Regions from separate parts of the Zea mays genome. Here region 2 is linked to region 1. The links are chromatin contacts, called in public Hi-C maps. All regions are on one chromosome and are shown on one strand. Each heading gives the region's core, a stretch centred on a gene start, on an enhancer-like site or on the middle of the called end of the contact. The rest is flanking DNA. Distances are from core to core; before and after follow the strand shown. Region 1 has its middle 29 kb from the start of LOC100284924. Region 2 holds the start of LOC100273524.

Region 1 (7,139 bases), core at 197-2,696:
AGACGATTCTGCGCGTGCGCGCGTGCCTTGGATAATGAGCGTCTTCTCCGTCTCCGTGCAGGCGCTGCTGCTTCCCACCATTGATGCCTGGAGCGAAGCTAGTGGGCAGTGGAGGAAAGCGCGCCCGAGCGACGGAAAGCGAGAGCACTACTATCTATATATCTCGCAAGCTTATGCCTGATGGGAGCACTAGGCGGGGCTCCAAAAGGCCCGGGCAAGGTTTTTTTTTTTTTTTTTGGCAAAGAAAGCATGCATACAGCTTTACTCTTTACCGCCCTAGCTAGCTAGTAGCTACTATAGGCTATCTGTCGACATGGCAAGGTCGGTACAGATAGAGCTGAGCTCTACGATGCATCAATCCTAGTGATGGCCTGATGGGAATATAAGCCACGATTTTTGGTACAACACTATCAATACCGAAAAAACAGGAGCACAAAGTAGGGTGAGACACAAAATAATATAGACGGGCTAGTATCGTCCGAAAAAATAATATAGACGAGCTAGTATCGTTCGAAAGCGGACTTGTGTCGGGTCTCAAATTTCGGCGGCCCATCGACCTCCGGACCGGGATTGGGCCGGCATGGCCCAATAAAGACTACGTTATTTAATTTAGTAAGCTATCGACTTTATATTGTTGTGATATTTAGAGTTTATTTGGTCAAATGATGCTAGGATTGTTTAATATATTAAGGTATGCATTTTATGTGGTTATAATATTTTGATTTTATATGATCAAATATATGTGTCGGGCTTGGATCGATATGGTCCAACAAAGGTGAGGCGTGAATTAGGGTCGATCTAGGCCACTGTAACACCTCGTCCAATCCCTAGACCGACGGTACTTACTCCTGGCAGCTCTCTAGGATCGTATATTTTCCCCACAGACCAACACAAGACTTTTGTGCGCACTTTGTCCTCACTCATGCGCACCCAAGAAAACTTCTCGGTCAGTCACCCATCCCAAATTGCTCAAAGCCAAACACGCTTATCTTGGAGGTTCTTTCGAGATAGGCTTCTGAAAAAAAAAGATGCACCTTTTTAGTATGGATACTCTATTAATTCTATTAAGCCTTGTGCCAGGAAATCACCATCACAGGGGGCCAGGATATCACAGCCATTGTCTTTACACTTCGGGCTACAGCACGCTCTAAAAGTTTTTTAGATTTTACGGCCTAAACCTGTTTAGCACGGTACGATGAACTTAAAAGTTAAAACCAGTCTAATTCCCACCACAAGTCGTCAATGCTGACCGCGCTTGACCGTGGCCGATTGACCGTAGTCGGTAAGATCTGTCGGTGGCAGGCCAGCGAATAAGAATCCATCTTTTCCCGGCCAGTCATGATTGCCATCCTCGTCGGCCGGGCGGGAAAGGCACGACGCCCCCACCCCACCTCACCGCGCCAAATCCACCAGAGGGTCGCGGCACCAACACATGCATGCGAGCACCACGGGCTGGACCGGGCCGGCGCACCCCACTGAACCCACCCACCAGCCACCACCACCGTCCCATCCCAAAGGGGAAAGCCGAACCGAAGAGACACACTGGAGCGCGCCCGTCGCGCGACCGGGACTGGTAGCCGGGTCCGGGTACGATACGCCGTGTGGGTTGTGATTGGGACGTATCGATGGGCTCGGGGCACGGAAAGACGCGCGTGAAAGGGACAAAACGAGGCGTCGCCCTGGACCTGGAGGTTTCCGGCTGGATCTCCTGCCTGCGGGGTGCGATGCGATGCGATGGCGATCGCGTGGGGAGGCAGAGTGCAGGCAGGCGTCACAACTCACATGCGACCCCGCAGCGCGGCCTTGCGACTCGGCTTTGCGTCGCGTCGCGTCGCTTTGCCGAGCCCGGCGTCGGGTTGCCAATTGGTTGCTTGCTTGCAGCTATCACGGTGCTCAAAGTAAGGCAACAGATTTTGGTAGCACGACGCCATGACCTCGTAAAGATTCAAGATGCCGTATCATAAGGAGGCAAAACAGATCCCATTACCATCGGCTTCATGCATGGCTCCTTCCTGTCAGCAGCCCATATATCCCGTCCAAAGGCGGGTCTAGACTGGCCCTTAAATTCTGTCATGTTGGGCTCCCGGTATGGCTCACATGCATGGGCTAGGTTCGGACCGATCCGACTCAATAAAGCACATATTATTTATTTTTCTTTAATTTAGTAAGCTATAAAATTTATATGGTTTTAATATTTGTGCTTTCTTATATGGCTAAATGATGATCGTATTGTTCACTATCTTTACTTTAGTAATCTTGGACTTCTTATGGTTGTAGTATTTAGACTTTATATGACTCAAATATATTAGGCCGGGTTTGACATGACATGACTCGATCAAGACACGACATGCTTTATGATCAGACTAAACCACTGTTTCTATATTTCTCAATTCGAGCCTATTTGGTCCGAAGTACAGTGGATCTGGGCTTCCGGCTTGCTTTGGTTCCATTTCCATCAATTGTCGCTTGCGACCAGCCTCCACGAGACCAAATAGAAAACGACAAAATCTTGTGGACGGAGTACTCTTTGACAATATGATTTTTTTTTCTCCACCATTGTAATTCAAGGACATGTACTTTAATATGGCAGGATCCAGGTTGCCGCCAAAGCCAGCGCCAAATTTTTGGCGAATTTTGTTGTGCTGATGAAAGCACGTACTAGCTACCTAAGCTTGTTTGGCAGTTGGCACGATTTAGCCTTGACTTGCACCAGTTAGTAGCAAACCCGTATTCTGAACTGTTTCTGGGCCTAATCCTTCTCCTTGGACTCAATCATTGTAGCCTAGGTGCTCTTCGGCCCATGTTTGTTCATTCGGCCTGTAAGTATATTTCACTCCCTAATAATCATTGGATTTTTTCATCCCAAACTCCAAAACTAAACATCTTTATATCCTAAACTCTCAAAAACATATAACTTTCTTAGCTTGAGTAGAGTTGATTTTCAAGATAGTTTCATTTTTTTAATTAAATAGATTAAATATCTTATAAGGTTTTAAAGTCATAAGAATTGTATCTAAACTTCTACAAGTTTCGTTCAAAAAAAATTCAGAGATAGACTAGGAAAAAAAATAAAATATATAGAACCCTTGAAAGTACATCTAAAATATTTTAAAAATAGCCTGAGCTCTACATAAATGAGGAAAATAAGAAAATAAGTATGGAAATTTTTCAAAAAATATTCCAAACAATGTGTGTCGGAGAGCAAATCTCCGACCGGGTAGCGGAGTGCACCCGCCCTAAATCCTGAGATGAGGAGGAGCTTAGGCGTTTTGCTTGATCGTCGGAATGAACGGGGAGAACTCAAGAACACACAAGGATTTAGAATGGTTCGGGCCGCCGGAGCGTAATACCCTACTCCACTGTGAGATGTATTGCTTGAGTTTGCGAGTCTAAGGTGTGACCTAAGATTGCGTGTGTGTAACGTCGCATGCCTCCCCTTTTATAGCTGAAAGGGTGACATGCACAATGAGACTGGGCCCAGACATGTGGGCCCAGGGATATAAATAATATAGCACTTGGGACTATAAATATTTGCTGCCGGGACAATCCCCTTGTGTCCTGTCGTCCGAGATCTGTGTATCCTTGGCGTGCAAGGGAAGCTTCTTGCGGAAGAGAAGATGGGTCCAGTGCTCCGCTCAGAACTGGCGCACTGTCCGCCAACAGACCGGTCAGGCATACCGTCTGCTGGACGACCCTGACGTCGTCTGCCAACGGATTGGACAAGGCGCATTTAATGTCGAGAGGACTTGTCGCCTGTCAGCGCGGTGGCAGGCGGCGCGTCCCTTCCGCAATAAATGCCGAGATCGAGCGGCTGCATGGGCCTTACGTCAGGCTCGGCCCATTGGCTTATATCACGGGCCTCAAGCCAAGCAGTAGCAGCGGGGCTCCGCCTGGGCAGAAAGTCCCACTCGAGAAGCGGTCACGTGTCGGCACCGGACCCCTATTCGTGCCGGGGTCCCCCAGGCCCCGGAGCCCTGCCAGGGTCCGGTCCCTACTCTAAGGGACCTGGGGCTTACCCGAGGGGCCTGACATGCCCTCTTGGGAGCTCCGGACCGGTTAGTATAGGGGTCCGACGTCCTTTCGGAGGTCCAGACCTGTCGATGCACCTTGGAAGTTTTATCTTTCCTTGTCACGCGGTGCTCCCAACCCTGCCCATGCGCGCGGGGTCGGGTGCTGCTTCCCGTGCGATCGGGGGATGTCGTATGGGTGCGGCGTCTTCATACTGTAGAAGAGGTACCCCTGTCTTAAGGTACCGACAATGTGTGACATAAAAAATTTTAAAATCATGATGTACGAGTAATATGTATGCATTCAACATTACATATGTATTGCACTGTTACCGGTTGAGTTTCATATTCCTTTTTTTATATGAAGTTTTTTTTAAATGCATTTACATATCAACTAGAATGGTTTGGTACTTTTTCATTTTTTCTAGATATTATTCCCATTTTTTCTAGGGCCAAATCTAACTTTTGGAGATATTTTTGTGAGTTCTAAAGAATATGTAGGCTTGTCATGTTCTAAACTATCTCTTAAGAATTTTCTCAAAAATTTGAGAACTATACTAGAGAAGCATGCACTATTACACTACTACAAGAAACCATTTGTAGAGATGCCTTCTTTATTAGAATAAAGGCGGCTCTGTGAATTTGTGAACTTATGTATTTGGACTTGTGTGAATTTGTGAACTTATGTATTTGGACTTGTGTGAATTTGTGAACTTATGTATTTGGACTTGTGTGAATTTGTGATATGTATATATATCCATGTGTTTGAAAATTGTATTGTATGTGATATTCTGTGTTGCATGTGTTATTATGTGTGTCTAATTTTTCATTTTTGTATTTTTTATTTTTTTCTGGAAAAGGGTTAAGAACGTGGGTACCCACGTTCTTAAGGTTAAGAACGTGGGTACCGTCGAACTTAATGGGCAGCCCGCGCCGACTCACGCAGGACCCATAAGTTCGACGGCCACGTGTGCCCACGTTCTTAATGTTAAGAACGTGGGTGCCGTCGAACTTATGGGACAAAATTCGATGGTCCCCGTCGAACTTAAAAACCCACGTTCTTAATGTTAAGTTCGACGGTACCCACGTTCTTAACGTTAAGTTCGACGGTACCCACGTTCTTAACGTTAAGAACGTGAGGGCCGTCGAACTTAATTCTTTAAGTTCGTCCAAAAATCGCCATGGGCTATATTCGTCGGTAAACCCACGTTCTTACGGTAAGTTCGACGGCCTATTACATTAAGTTCGACGGTTTTTCACCCACGTTCTTTAACCAGTTTCTTATATTTATAAATATGGATATTTAAATATAGATGATAATAGATTAATCCTTGCTCAATTTTGAAGATTATTCTCTATATGATTTCACTTTTAGAAAATCTAAAATATATTATATTGTCTATACATGTGAAGATATTACTTAGTATTTTTAATTTATGCATTTCTAAAAGTTATTTTAAATTATTTGAATTTAGAAATATACATATATAATTGTCTATAAATTTAATATATTTCATATATTTAGTTAATGAAATATTGATTAAAAGTTATTTTCGATAGTTGTCCTTATCCATGGTGTTATATAGCTATCACTACCGGAATCAGCTTCTTTGCCGTGTGTTCTAAACACACGGCAAAGGCTATTTTACACTCGGCAAAAGCTTTGCCGAGTGTAACACTCGGCAAAGAACGCTCGGCGAACTGTACATCGGCAACAGCTTCTTTGCCGAGTACTTTTTGTCGGGCACTCGGCAAAGAAAAGTCACCGTCACGGCGCCAAGTGACGGTGACGGATCCTTTACCGAGTGCCAACGGCGACACTCGGCAAAGACTGGTCTAGTGGACCCCACAGCCAGTCCCTGTGCCGAGAGCCCTAGTAGGCACTCGGCAAAGGAGGTTTCTTTGCCGAGTGTCTGGTGGACTGGCACTCGGCAAAGAACCCTCCAGTGGGCCCCTTTGCCAGTATCTTTGCCGAGTGCCTTGGCAAAAGCACTCGGCAAAGATGTCTTTGCCGGTTCCCAGGTTTCCTTCTTTGCCGAGTGCCACTGTCAGCACTCGGCAAAGATGTCTTTACCGGTTCCCAGGTTTCCTTCTTTGCCGAGTGCCATGGTCATAGCACTCGGCAAAGCAACCCTTTGCCGAGTGTTACACTCGGCAAAGTGACCAGGATGTCCTTTTTTTATTTGCTTTTGTTGTTCCATCCAAACAAACAAAAGATATATATCATTCACATCACATTATATATCAAGCACATCACAGAATGAACACATTTATCATCAACACCATATATATCACAAAGTCTCACAAAACAGATCACAAGTCTCACTAAAGTCAGGATCATCACAAAACAGATACAAGTCTGCATCATCACTAACATCACCAAGTATCTCACAAGATAAAGTGTAACAAACATCACCAACACTCATAAAGGTAAGTCTGGATCATCACAAAACAAATCATCAACGAGGTGGGCATCTGGACTGGTTCGGCGAAGGGCTGGACGAAGCATGAGGGTTGTTCGACGCCGCCGATTGACCCTGCACAGAGAAGAGATTGTATGTGTGAGAACATATGAATATATATCATGCAGTACTAAAATTTTGATACTCACAGGAGTAGTGAACTCTGTAGGGTCAGCTGCAGGGAACAACGGAGGTGGTGGAGCATGACCCTGTGCGGCGCCAAGGCTCTGCATGTACGCGAACATCTCCGCCATCCTCTTCTCTAGCTCCTCACGTTGCCTCCTCTCATCATCTAGCTGAGTCTGTAATATTTCGCCCTAATGTTACGATAATGCAAAGAGAAGATATATAAAAATCAATGAACGATGAATAGATAAGGAATAACCTGGAGTTGCTGGATACGATGCTGTGAGGTGTCCTGCCGAGGTCGTATGTGAAAGGGAATTAGGCTTACACCTAGTCCCTAATTAATTTTGGTGGTTGAATTGCCCAACACAAATAATTGGACTAACTAGTTTGCCCAAGTGTATAGATTATACAGGAATAAAAGGTTCACACTCAGCCAATAAAAAGACCAAGTTTTGGATTCAACGAAGGAGCAAAGTGGCAACCGAAGGCCCTCTGGTCTGGGAGCACCGGACTGTCCGGTGTACACCGGACAGTGTCCGGT
Region 2 (7,058 bases), core at 2,408-4,907, 120 kb before region 1:
GCCTTTGGTGACGGCGATGTTGGCGGCGTCCTCGTCGTCGGAGGAGTCGCTTGAGCTTTCGTCGGAGTCCCACTCCCGACAAACATGGGCATCGCCGCCCTTCTTCTTGTAATACTTCTTCTTCTCCTTTCTTCTTCCCTTCTTGTCGTCGCCCCTGTCACTGTCACTAGACATAGGACATTTTGCAATGAAGTGACCGGGCTTACCACACTTGTAGCAAACCTTCTTGGAACGGGGTTTGTAGTCCTTCCCCTTCCGTTGCTTGAGAATTTGCCGAAAGCTTTTGATGATTAGGGCCATCTCCTCGTTGTCGAGCTTGGAGGCGTCAATTGGTTGTCTACTTGTAGACTCTTCCTTCTTCTCCTCCGTTGCCTTGAAGGCCACCGGTTGCGCCTCGGAGGTGGAAGGCTCGTCAAGCTCGTTGATCTTCTTGGAGCCCTTAATCATGCATTCAAAACTCACAAAATTCCCGATAACTTCCTCGGGGGTCATTAGTGGATATCTAGGATTCCCACGAATAAATTGTACTTGAGTGGGGTTAAGGAAAATAAGAGCTCTTAGAATAACCTTAACTACTTCGTGGTCATCCCATTTTGTGCTTCCGAGGTTGCGCACTTGGTTCACCAAGGTCTTGAGCCGGTTGTACATGTCTTGTGGCTCCTCCCCTTGGCGAAGACGGAAGCGACCGAGCTCCCCCTCGATCGTTTCCCGCTTGGTGATCTTGGTGAGTTCATCACCCTCGTGCGCCGTCTTGAGTAGGTCCCAAATCTCCTTGGCGTTCTTCAATCCTTGCACTTTGTTGTATTCCTCCTTGCTTAGGGAGGCAAGGAGGATGGTTGCGGCTTGGGAGTTGAAGTGCTCGATTTGGGCCACTTCGTCCGTGTCATAGTCCTCATCCCCTATTGATGGTACCTGTACACCATACTCAACAACATCCCATATTCTTTTGTGGAGAGAGGTTAGATGAAAACGCATCAAATTACTCCACATAGCATAATCTTCACCATTAAAAGTTGGTGGTTTGCCTAATGGGACGGAAAGTAAAGGTGTATGTTTAGGAATGCGAGGGTAGCGTAGGGGGATCTTACTATACTTCTTGCGCTCTTGGCGCTTAGAAGTGACGGAGGGCGCATCGGAGTCGGAGGTCGATGTTGATGAAGTGTCGGTCTCGTAGTAGACCACCTTCCTCATCCTCTTGTGCTTGTCGCCTTTCCGATGCGGCTTGTGGGAAGAAGATTTTTCCTTCTTCTCTTTGTGATGAGAAGAAGATTTCTTCTCCTTCCCTTTGTTGGAGGAGCTCTTTTTCTTCTCCCTCCTTTTGGTGCGGGACTCTTCCGATGAAGTGCTCCCGTAGCTTGTAGTGGGCTTTTCGCCGGTCTCCATTTCCTTCTTGGCGTGATCTCCCGACATCACTTCGAGCGGTTAGGCTCTAATGAAGCACCGGGCTCTGATACCAATTGATAGTCGCCTAGAGGGGGGGTGAATAGGGCGAAACTGAAATTTATAAATATAAACACAACTACAAGCCGGGTTAGCGTTAGAAATATAAACGAGTCCGCGAGAGAGGGCGCAAAACAAATCGCAAGCAAATAAGGAGAGTGACACGCGGATTTGTTTTACCGAGGTTCGGTTCTCGCAAACCTACTCCCCGTTGAGGAGGCCACAAAGGCCGGGTCTCTTTCAACCCTTCCCTCTCTCAAACGGTCCCTCGGACCGAGTGAGCTTTCCTTCTTCTCAATCAACCGGGAACAAAAACTTCCCCGCAAGGGCCACCACACAATTGGTGCCTCTTGCCTTGGTTACAATTGAGTATTGATCACAAGAGCAAAAGAGAAAGAAAGAATGCGATCCAAGCGCAAGAGCTCAAAAGAACACGGCAAATCACTCTCACTAGTCACTAGGGTTTTGTGTGGAATTGGAGAGGATTTGATCTCTTTGAATGTGTCTAGAATTGAATGCCTAGCTCTTGTAAGTGGTTAGAAGTTGGAAAACTTGGATGACCATGAATGTGGGGTGGTTGGGGTATTTATAGCCCCAACCACCAAACTTGACCGTTGGCTGGAGGCTTCTGTTCGATGGCGCACCGGACAGTCCGGTGCACACCGGACAGTCCGGTGCCCCTGCCACGTCATCACTGCCGTTGGATTCTAGCCGTTGGAGCTTCTGACTTGTGGGCCCGCCTGGGTGTCCGGTGCACACCGGACATGCACTGTTTGATGTCCGGTGCACCGGTATGGGCGATTCTGACTTCTGCGCGCGCTGCGCGCGCATTTAATGCACCGCAGGGAGCCGTTGGCGCCGCAGGGAGCCGTTGCTCCGCTGGCACACCGGACAGTCCGGTGCACACCGGACAGTCCGGTGAATTTTAGCGGAGCGGCTGCCGCGCGAACCCGAGGCTGGCGAGTTCCGGGGGCCGAGCTTCCTTGGAGCACCGGACATGTCCGGTGCACACCGGACAGTCCGGTGAATTATAGCGCGCCGGCTTCCGAGAAATCCCGAGGGTGAAGAGTTTGAGTCTGGGTCCCCTGGTGCACCGGACAGGTACTGTTCACTGTCCGGTGGCACACCGGACAGTCCGGTGCGCCAGACCAGGGGTGCCCTCGGTTGCCCCTTTGCTCCTTTATTGAATCCAAAACTTGGTCTTTTTATTGGCTGAGTGTGAACCTTTTTCACCTGTATAATCTATACACTTGGGCAAACTAGTTAGTCCAAAGATTTGTGTTGGGCAATTCAACCACCAAAATTATATAGGAACTAGGTGTAAGCCTAATTCCCTTTCACAATCCAGCTTTCACAAATTCGTAGCTTACAATCCACCTTTAAAATTTAGGGTGAATCCAAACACCACCTAAATCAGTTTCCTTCCTTGCTACTGTCTCCAGTAAATTACAAATAGCGGAGGGGATTGAATGTACTAAAATCACCTTACTATTTGTTGCTAAATAGGCCCTTAGTGTGCCTCCTGAAATATGAATCTTTCCTTATCGTTATTCCCTTGATCTAACCAGAAAGCCTTGCTTAGTTTTGTAGCTAGGCAATAGGCATCTCAATTGTCCTATTCTTGAAGAAAACTACTATCTCTTCCCTTCTCTCCTGTTTTTATTCGTTAAATCATAATTTTGGGCCTGCCTTGTTTTCTCTTTTATCAGATTTAAATGAGATTTACTTTAATTTTAGCCGTTTAATAGTGTCTTAGGACATCTGGCTGACTCAAATGGCCTATGGCTACAAGGTCGTTTCCGTCTAATTTAAAACAGTCAGTTTATATAATTTAAAACAGAGAGAATATTTAGCAAATGAAATCAATGGATATTTGCTTGCCTAGTTGATTTTTGAGGAGAGAGAAGAATAGCTTAACGTAACAATTACATCGTGGCCGTATAGAAGAAGCTAGTTGATTTTGAAGACAGAGAAAAATAGCTCAATTCAACAGTCAGTTGCCATATAAAAAGAAGCTGAAAGCTGAAGCCGGTGAGGGCTATACAAAGAAGCCCATACATTCATAACTTGGAAAGAAAATAACACTTTTCTTTTTGCAAAATACAAAAAAAAAATCCCTTGACCGGACAGGTCCTGTGGCGGTCTGGTCCCTGCCAGTCAGTGCTCATCCTTTGCCTTATCTTTTCGCATAGTCGCATTCACCCAGCGTGCGCTCTCTTTTGCTCTCTCTATCTCTCTCGTGGCAACGACTGCGCGAGCGCCGGCGCCTACGCCAGGTGCCCAGGCCTCCGTCGGTCATTTCGCCAGGCATTCGTCGCGGGCTCTTCGCCGGCGACGAGCACACCCACCAAGTAGGCACACCATTCTCTTCCCTTCCTTCTGCGAGAAACTCCGAACCGTGTCTTAAGCTACTTGTATTATGCCTACTAGATTCGATTTTTTTTTACAAAGAAAAGGCTTTACATGTGTAGCCCCATGTATTTTGCTGGGTCCGCCCCTGTCTATATATCATGTACATCGTATATCTCTGAACTTTGGACATTTGAGATGGACAGTGCGTCATCATATCCTTGTTCTAATCAATGGCTTATATAGACTAAGATAACCGTCAATCGATGACTAAAGGCATTTGGTTATATCTGATGCTTTTCAGTTCTGAATCCGAGCAGTGCTTCTCTACATACAGTCGCATCTCGCAGTGGCGGATGCAGAACAAAATTCTAGGTGGGGCCGATAGTGTATGAGACAAATCATCAGACTAGATCATAACTGTAGATTAATGATAATAACACGAATGTTAAATAATAATATCTAGTGTTTCCAAAAACGATATGAATACCAAAAAACCTTTTTGGCTATCTAAAGTAGAGCTAGAGAGAGAAAATAGGTGGACTGACTAAGGACGAGGCACTAGGGCAGAGCAGTTGCACCGGCGTGTCGTTCTGGAGAGTCATCAAATTTGTCGTGAGATGGCGTTGGTGAGAACGATATGCAGGAGGAGCGAGTGCAGGAGGCGAGGTAGCGATAGATGACGGTGACAGCAAGCGATAGCCATTGTCGTGTTGCGACGGCGCGGAGAGACCCTAATGAGTTAGCGAGGGACAGATGACGCCACGATCCCACCAACAGCTTGCCCATCTGCTAATGCGGACTAGGAGGCAAAATATCAATGTTGTGTGCAGGATCCCGACGAGTCGACGAGCTGATGGGTGATGAGAAGGCAAGGTGCGCTGCAGCGGGCGGGTTAGGTCATCGACTTACTGGTCAGTCGATGACTGAAGAAACGAGTGAGCCACGAGTGGGCTTGCGCTAGGGAAGAGAATCAAATGGCTTAGATAAAGAGTGGACTGAGTAGTGAAACGTCGATAGAAAAATAGATCAAAATCTAATTTTTATTAGATTTGTCCACGCTAACTATACAAAAGTTTATTTATTTTGCTGTGTACCTAAACCTAGGCATAAAGGATTAAAAAATTTGAGGTGGGGCCATGGCCCACCTTGCCCACCCCTTGCATCCGCCCCTGGCATCTCGCATGCCTTTTGAATTGCAAAATTGTACCTAGTCAAGGTTTCGATTTTCGAGAATAGGCTTCTATCTAAGATGTTCAGCACTCGTGGTCCATTTCAGTGCACTTATCAGTATCACAACATTATGTTGGACAGACAGATTCTCGTGACAGTGCCTTCCTGGTCGCCTTTCGTTGAAGTTACTGAATCTGAAATCTGACCATCATGAACCAGGTTGAGGATTGGTCCTTTACGAGCATGTTATAATGGGAGAGAACGGAGTTCAGCTGACACTGACCTCCACTTTGAAGAGCACAGGCAAGCCACGGATCAATGCGGACGGGCTGAATAATGGATCACATACTACCAAAGTAAGCATCGGAAAGCGTAGAGATATAGAGGTAGCGAAGTTTTTCTTCGGTCATCACTAGCTTGTCTCACATTGCAAAGCTCTCCCTAATATGCAAAAAGAAACCATTTTCCAAAGCAAGGACTGAGCTGAATATATCATATATTTTTGGTACTTAATATACTAAAAACAGGTTTGCTGAGCATCAGAATTGGTTCCTAGCTTGGTCTAGGCGCACAAATAAATATGGGAAAACAATCAACATATAAAATTCAAATAATTTGAATTGTCCTTTTATTCTTGACCACTGTTCTCTGTTCTCTCCCACCTCATTTCCGAAGAATTCCTTATGTTTCAGGAGAAGCATGAACACGGTGGCACTTTCCAACCATCAAAAGGCCAGAAGCAGCAGCTGTGCACAACATGTGCAAAAGGGCATACTTGTCAATCGGTCATCAACCGGACAAGACAAATGCGAGCTCTAATCGACTCAAAGAAGCCTTACCAAGCACACTCTGTATTCAAGCACTTAATGGATGAGGGGCACAAGCCTTCATTGGTCACATACACAATTCTACTGACCGCCCTGACGAACCAGAGGATGTTTGAGTCGATTCCATCACTGCTTGCTGAAGTTGAACTAGCTGGAGTTAGGCCAGACTCCATCTTCTTCAATGCCTTGATAAATGCGTTTGTTGAGGCGAAGCGGATGGGCGAAGCGATAAACACATTCTGGAAAATGAAACATTCTGGCTGCCACCCAACTACAAGCACCTTCAACACACTGATAAAAGGTTATGGCATTGTAGGCAAACCCGAAGAATCACAGCGCGTCTTCGACATGATGGGCGTTGAAGGATCAGTCAGGCCTAACCTCACAACATACAACATTCTTGTGAAGGCATGGTGTGATCACAGAAATCTTGAGGAGGCCTGGGGTGTTGTGGGCAAAATGCAAGCAGGTGGTTTTGAGCCTGATATTGTAACTTACAATACCATAGCCAGTGCATATGCCAATAATGACGAGACATGGAGAGCAGAAGAGCTCATTGTGGAGATTCAGACTAGAGTGCGCACCAGTGAGCGAACATGGGGCATAATCATTGGTGGTTATTGCCGGGAGGGCAGGTTGGAGGAAGCATTACGATGCGTCCAGCAAATGAAGGATGCAGGAAGTGTTCCTAACGTCGTCATCTTCAACACACTGCTGAAGGGCTTTCTTGATGCAAATGACATGGCTGCTGTCAATAAGGTGAGTTCAGGAGAAACGTTCCACTTTTGTTCATGTACATGCTAGGAAAATAGATTATCTAATTTTGTGTCCATGTGATGCAGATCCTGGGTCTGATGGAGAAATTTGGCATCAAACCTGACATCGTTACCTACAGTCACCAGTTGAACACATTCAGCTCGCTGGGCCACATGGCTAAATGCATGCATGTATTTGACAAAATGATCGAAGCAGGAATTGAGCCAGATCCTCAGGTATACAGCATTCTCGCCAAAGGATTTGTTCGTGCTCAGCAGCCTGAGAAAGCAGAAGACCTTCTGTTGCAAATGAGCCATCTTGGTCTCTGCCCAAATGTCGTCACTTTCACCACTGTCATTAGCGGGTGGTGCAGCGTGGCCGACATGGAGAGTGCCATGAGAGTCTATGACAAGATGTGCAAGTCAGGCGTCTATCCCAATCTCAGGACATTTGAGACTCTGATCTGGGGCTACAGCGAACAGAAGCAGCCATGGAAAGCTGAGGAAGTCCTTC

The links. Hi-C and Micro-C count contacts between places; a contact is called where the count stands out from the background.
Region 2: a contact with region 1 is called in a Hi-C map of an unstated tissue, with 4 times the contacts expected there. The contact joins the promoter of LOC100273524 here to the enhancer-like site in region 1. A contact is called at or near these places in 4 of 25 Hi-C or Micro-C datasets (ear, leaf, tassel and 1 more).

Annotation. Positions count from the first base shown.
Region 1 is chr7:133,341,513-133,348,651 of Zm-B73-REFERENCE-NAM-5.0, reverse strand. No RefSeq gene overlaps it. Among protein-coding and RNA genes, the nearest start is that of LOC100284924, 29 kb to the right of the region's middle. Within about 2 kb of position 1,446, at least 18 of the 20 cell types and tissues checked have an H3K27ac peak or open chromatin away from gene starts, as enhancers often do. A contact at or near this core is called in ear, leaf and tassel, where this site is marked.
Region 2 is chr7:133,464,331-133,471,388 of Zm-B73-REFERENCE-NAM-5.0, reverse strand. It overlaps LOC100273524, which reads left to right and starts at 3,657. Exons shown (of 4, transcript NM_001147942.2): 1 at 3,657-3,791; 2 at 5,182-5,318; 3 at 5,655-6,548; 4 at 6,632-7,058. The coding sequence starts at 5,214.